2 separate regions of the Sus scrofa genome follow, and region 1 is linked to region 2. A link is a contact called in public Hi-C data. All regions are on one chromosome and are shown on one strand. The core of a region is the stretch at or near the end of the contact, and the rest is flanking DNA. Distances in the headings are between cores, read along the strand shown.

What was found. Hi-C and Micro-C count contacts between places; a contact is called where the count stands out from the background.
Region 1: a Hi-C map of retroperitoneal adipose tissue shows a contact between it and region 2, with 2.1 times the contacts expected there. The contact joins two enhancer-like sites. A contact is called at or near these places in 4 of 47 Hi-C or Micro-C datasets (embryonic fibroblasts, mesenteric adipose tissue and retroperitoneal adipose tissue).

Annotation. Positions count from the first base shown.
Region 1 is chr1:40,882,861-40,886,036 of Sscrofa11.1, reverse strand. No RefSeq gene overlaps it. Among named protein-coding and RNA genes, the nearest start is that of GJA1, 120 kb to the left of the region's middle. Within about 2 kb of position 1,351, at least 7 of the 83 cell types and tissues checked have an H3K27ac peak or open chromatin away from gene starts, as enhancers often do. A contact at or near this core is called in retroperitoneal adipose tissue, where this site is marked.
Region 2 is chr1:40,662,065-40,665,639 of Sscrofa11.1, reverse strand. LOC102158650 (a long non-coding RNA gene) reads right to left here. Exons shown (of 3, transcript XR_001305940.2): 1 at 3,120-3,575. Among named protein-coding and RNA genes, the nearest start is that of GJA1, 340 kb to the left of the region's middle. Within about 2 kb of position 1,734, at least 13 of the 83 cell types and tissues checked have an H3K27ac peak or open chromatin away from gene starts, as enhancers often do. A contact at or near this core is called in retroperitoneal adipose tissue, where this site is marked.

The sequences.
Region 1 (3,176 bases), core at 102-2,601, 220 kb before region 2:
TTTTTATGAGACTGTTATTACTGTCCATTAAATGTGCGTATATGCGTTTGTATTTTATTTTGGCTACACCTATATGTGGAAGTTCCTGGGCCAGAGACAGAACCTGTGTAATAGCAGTAACTAGAGCCATATCAGTGACAATCCTGGATTCTTAACTTGCTGAGCCACCAGGGAACTCCTACATGTGTGTATTTTATTTATTTATTTATTTATTTATTTATTTATTTATGGTCATCCACAGCCTGTGGGGTTCCCGGGCCAGGGATCAGAAACTAGTCTCAGTTGCAACGAAGGCTGTAGCTATAGCAATGCAGGATCCTTTAACCCACTATTTGTGGCTGGGGGTCGAACCTGCATCCTGGCCCTGCAGAGATGCCACCAATCCCTTTGCACCACAGCTGGAACCCCATGTATTTTAAAAAATTTAAAAATTTATTATTTCACATATTGCAGCTACAGTAAATAGTGCCATTATCATAATAAACTGACAATGGACAGTCATATCCGTGACAGACCCAAAAGTATGATCTAGCAATGGCAGTTGGATATTCATTATTGTAAAAAGCTATTTAGAGTCAAAGAATCACCAAGTGGAGATGATGCATTCAGATAACAGCCTGATCTATCAATTTACCTACTGTGGATACTTTCTGGTCATTAAAAAAAGAAAATTCCCTGGTAAACTTCTTTGGCATGAAATTTAAAGGCATCGAATGTATGGAATAAAATATATGCCACCTTGTTTTTACATTTTAGGATATTTCACTTTTCCTAGGTTCTCTGGCCATTCTCCCCTGTGGTCATCTTTAATAAATGAGTATTACTGCTGTGATAGGAATAACATCATAACAAGAAAATCATTGATAGATTCTGAGGAATAGGCTGACTCACTCACTGACAAGGAAAAGGAAAATGGATGTGTACTATGATTATCTCATTTGAGGACTCACACATATGAGCACTAGCAGCTTTTGTCCCCTGATATTTCCCTGCTTTTAAAATCACATATCGCTTTTCCCGGTTGAAGAAGACGTGTCTTTGCCCGATGTTTTCCGTTACTATGTTGTGTCACATCCTGATTGACTCACGTCCTGGCTAAACTCTGTTTTCTTTTTTTTCTCCTCTCACACTCACAGTTTTAACAAGGATATCGCTTAAACCATCCTCAACTTTTCTAAAACCATTTTCTATGTAACTCTAATTGACTTTATAAATTTAGAGAAAAAGATTTCAGAAGAAATGAACAATTTTGTATTTTTCCCATTTCTAAATAGTAGGTTTTGATTCAGCCTGGTTCATATCGGATTCTTTGACTTTCCTTTTAGGATAGCTCAGATTATAGCATATTTAGCGAACTGTTATGCTACTTTATCTACTAAAATAAACTCGTGAAAATTCCTTATGTAAGCACAAGATAAGAGGGCCCTGAATTCAAACGGAATTTAGATAAATTTAAATCATTTTAGCACCTGGAGTTTTCTTTTAACACTGGGGCACTTTCAACTGACTTTGCCAATTCAAAGAAAAAAAAGTGGATTTTGCGGTAACAGCTATTTGACACATCTGTGGTTTATTAAATAATGATTAATTAGTGTCTAAAAGGAAAAAAAAAAGCACATAAAATTTGTGGTTAAGTCATGACGGCACTGGTTATTTTTATCAGCCTAAGTTTTCATATTCCTGACTGTTCTCATTAGTAGAATATTCTCATTAGCCTGGTATGTTATTACACTATCCTCCGTGGTATCTTGGGTGGGCGTCCAGTAGATGATGTAACTTTTCAAAGAATTGCAAAGCTCCTTGATGTATATAACAACCTCATTTTAGAAAATTCTTTTTCTAAGAAGTTTTTTAAGAGGATTACTGAGATTTCATCACCTGGATCATGGCATACCACTTAATCCTCTTTAAGCCATAATGTTTGAAGAATTAACTAAGCCATGATTCTTTTGTGTTATGGATTAAATCTTTATTGGAAATACTTTCCTCTATAATTTAAACTTGGTTTTGATGGTACTTATGGTAATTTTAGCAAATAAAGAATCTTAATTGGTATTTGGGCACGAATTTTCAATACACTAAAACTCAGTGATGGATTAATAGTACTATCCATTTCAGAATGAATTTATACCATCAATTATAAATTATCTGATTATTAGAAAATTTATATTAGACTTTAATGACTAGAAGACTGGCTTAAATCACCTCTTCATTTTTACAGAGTAAAATAATACTAGAGTCTATTAAAAGAAGAAACTATATTGAGTTCTCTGGTAGCCTAGGAATTTAGGATCTGGCATTGTCCCTTTTTGGCTTGGTCACATCTGTGGCATGAGTTTGATCCCTTTGGCCCTGGAACTTCTGCATGTCATGGGCATGGCCAAAACATGGAATTCTAGGAGTTCCCATGGCTCAGCAGTAATGAATCCTACTAGTATCTGTGAAGATGTGGGTTCGATCCCTGGCCTTGCTCAGTGGTTAAGGATCCAGCATTGATGTGAGCTGTGGTGTAGGTCACAGACGTGGCTTGGATCTCATGTTGCTGTGGCTATGGCATAGGCTGGCAACTGCAGCTGTGATTTGCCCCCTAGCCTACGAACTTCCACATGCTGTGGATGCAGCCCTAAAAAGGCCAAAAAAAGAAAAGAATTATATATGAATATATATACATATATATAAAACTATATACATATATATTTTTGTCTGTGTTCTTAGCCATGATTTCATAACCACCTACCATGTTCCAGGCATTGTAGTACAGTATATGGGTAGTACAAATATAAATTAGAGCCAGGTCTGCCCTCGGGGGGACTCTCACAGTCTGGACGAAGGGGGAAACAAAGATACAACGTCCTGCTAAACACCTTTGTTAAGGTCTACAGGAGATGTGAGAATAAGGTGTCATGCAGCGCAGACGGGAAGTGGGGATGAGGGTAGCAGGGATTTACAAAGAGAACAAAAGTGCTGTGAAATTCTAAGGACTGAAAGAATGTATCAGAAATAACATTTCAGGAGTTCCCGTTGTGGCGCAGTGGTTAACGAATCCGACTAGGAACCATGAGGTTGCGGGTTCGGTCCCTGCCCTTGCTCAGTGGGTTAACGATCCGGCGTTGCCGTGAGCTGTGGTGTAGGTTGCAGACGCAGCTCAGATCCCGAGTTGCTGTGGCTCCGGTGTA
Region 2 (3,575 bases), core at 485-2,984:
ATCCTTAACCCACTGAACAAGGCCAGGGATGGAACCCATGTCCTCATGGACAGCAGTTGGGTTAGTTTCCACTGTGCCACAATGGGAACTCCCCTGTTCTGCTTTTTTAAATACAAAACTATAGAGGGAATTTCTGAGGTATTAAGTAATACTCTAGGTGTATTTAAGACAGCTAGTTACTGCATTTGGTCAGTCACTCTAAAGATACTAAAAAAAAAGTACAAATCCAATATGTAGTAAGATTCTAAGAAAAAGGAATAAAGATTAAAGAAAAAATTTAATGGGTAGTATTTAAACTAGCTACATTTGGGGTATGTCTTAATAAGGGTGTCTTTAAAAAAGGAGGAGAGTTATTACATAGGCCAAAAGAAAATTTATAGTCAGATTGCTGTTCAAAGTTAATAGCACTTATAATTTTAACATACTCTGATGTAAGCTTCACTGTCAAGTTGTTAAAAAAAAATGACTCAGTCTCCACTTATAGGACAGTCCATGGCCTGTAGCAATCTGTAAGGATGAGAGAGAAAAGAGAACAGGATTAACGTGTCACTCTCCCATGCTACGGAACCATGGGACCTGCAAATCCCAAGAAAGAGGGAGACTTTCACAAGGTCACTAGGGATTAGGCATGCACACTAATGGCCTTACTCATTGTTCCAAGGGGTCCTGTGATTGGGCTTGGAGCCAACACACTTCAGCCAACAAAGTCTCTCAATTAGGTACAGTCCCAATGCCAAGTTTCTCAGCAAGAGCATGTGAAAGGGCTCCTTTTGACTTTTGATCAAATCCATTTAAAATCTTTGCCATGGGGTGCTGAAAAAATCAACATTTTAAAATATGTCTAGAATGCCTCATACCTGGGAACTAATATTAGCTACTTGTTCTTATTGTAGAGATTATGATCAATGGATTCACAATGCTCTCAAGAAAATGGATTCAACATAAAATATTACTGTGGGTCATGGTGGAAATGAGAAATTCACTCATATTTGCCAGCAGTGCTAGACTATCAGCTCTCTGGGGTGGGGATCTTGTCTTACACCTCTGTGCAGGTGCAGAGCCCTCACCATGTGGTAGGTAATTGGCGGATTTTTTTTTTTTTTTTTTTTTGACTGGATGGATGATTTAAACAGATCTGTTTACTGGGCTTGCAAAATAATCATCAAACAAATAGGCAGTTTACTGTTTGGAAGATCCTTTTTTACCCTACTTTCCCAGTTACCCGTGGTGAGACTTGAACTGTTTGTCCTTTTAGAACAGAAGAAGAGCTTTTTACACTGGGAAACCCAGACCAATGGCGGCGTGCCTGCTTTGTGGAGGTTGCCTAATCCTTTCTGCTTTGGAATGCTCCTCTGGGTTGGGGAAGTCTCCTGCCTTGGCTGTGATCACAGAGCTACAGAGGGAGGCTTTCACTTCAGCATCCTTTCTTTTCTTTCCAAGTGTAAAAAAAAAACAAGGTTTGACTAACATGTAATACTGAACACTTTGTCTTCAGATCTTGTCTTCTCTATTACATTTTTCAGTGACAATAAGGAAACAATGATTCACAATCCGTAAGAAGGATCCACCCTTGTTCCCTTTAAGAGGGATGCTCCCATCATTTCAACTCAGTTCAAGTGGAAACACTGAACCCAAAAGCAAAAGAGCTAGGACAGACTGGCAAATTCTGTGGTTTGTGCAAAGGATTACGTACCATTGACTGAAAGAAAAAAAAAAAAAAAAAAGCACTACCTAAAATTTGAGGGTTATGTTTTACTCCGATGATTTTCTGAGGACTTCAAGCCCAGGACACAACAGCTCGAACAACACTGAAAACTTTTCCAGAGAGGCAATGATGGGGAGCTAGGATGTATAGGAGTTTTCAACAAAAGACCAAGCAGTCAGAACATCAAAGGATTATTAACAATTAAAGGAACTCAGGAGTGTCCCTTGTGGGTCTCAGCAGGAATGAACCTGACTAATATCCATGAGGATACAGGTTAGATCCCTGGCCAGCTCAGTGGCTTAAGGATCCTTCATTGTTGTGAGCTGTGGTGTGTTTTGCAGACGCAGACAGATACCTTGTTACTGTGGCTGTGGTGTAGGCCAGCAGCTGCAGCTTCAATTTCACCCCTAGCCTGAAACTTCCATATGTGGCTAAAAAGTAAAAGAAAAAAAAAAAAACCATACATTTTACATTAAGGAATTTAGTGCTTTTCTGTGAATGGGAAGATGCAAGAGTTTGAGCTCACTGAAATCACCCCTTTGATATTCACCTCAGCTATCTGGGCCAATACTCTGTTTTCTCAGGGGGCACCATAGGGGGTAGCTGAAGCTGCTGACTGCTTAGATGGGCTTCGCAGTGAGCAGCCCATTTGTCTCCATCCTGAGTTTCCTCAGGGCTCGCTGTCCAGTTGGCTGCAATGTGATGGCTTGGTGGCTGCAACATCCTTTGTTTACTGTCATGGCAGGCAATATTTTAGCTCTCACTATCTATCCTGCTAAACTCCCCTACATGGAGCAAAACACATCTTCCGAGAAAGGAAATTGTTTTTGTTGTTGTTGTTTTTCCTGATGAGAAATGTAGGAATGTATGAGATATCGAACATTTATTTATTTATTTATTTATTTTTGTGTTTTGTCTTTTTAGGGCTGCACCCGCAGCATATGGAGGCTCCCAGGCTAGGGGGTCTAATCAGAGCTACAGCTGCTAGCCTAAGCCACAGCCACAGCAATGCCAGATCTGAGCCTCATCTGCTACCTACAGTATAGCTCATGGCAACACCAGATCTTTAACCCACTCCTCCAGGCCAGGGATGGAACCTGCAACCTCATGGTTCCTGGTGGGATTCATTTCTGCTACGCCACAAGAGGAACTCTGAGATATTGAACCATAAAGGCTCTGAGAGGGCAAATTGTAAAAACGTACTTTTCCAAACTTAAACAATATTTGCAAACTCAATTGCCTATAGAGACAAAAAATATAACAAAAATCTGTGATGAAGGCCAGATAGAAGATGAATGGAGTTGTAAAAACTTGAGGGAGTGGTAAGTTTGTTCCCGTTTCAAAGTTCAAATTCTCGAAAACACACATGCACACACATATACATTCACACAAATAGACATTCAGAGTCACTTACCTTGAGTGAAATGCAGTCTTTTGGCCATTATTTTTAAACCTTGAATTCTACCCTACAGTTTTTTCAGGTTAGGGCAGTTTTTCCAAGTAAGAGTCAAGCCTGGATCTGCTCTCTGTCATGTGAAATTTTTAAAAAGGCGAGATTTCAAAAGAATTAACGATTCAGCCTAGTGGAGGCTAATTCCTTCTAATTCCCTGCTAATTCACCAAAAACTCAGTCTACTACTACCATGACCCAATGTAGCCTTAGACGTGACCCTTATTCAGTCCTCCTCTCCTTGAGCTCCCCCTAGAGGTTAGAGTCTGCCAATAACAGAAACCCCGCAGTGACTTCTCAGAAAAGATGGAATTAAAAAAAAAGGAATAGGAGTGGCACGGGGGTGATTGCTAAGAACATAACAATCAAAAGAAAAATAATAAAAATATTTATGTGAATTTATTCCTCATGTCTTGTGCA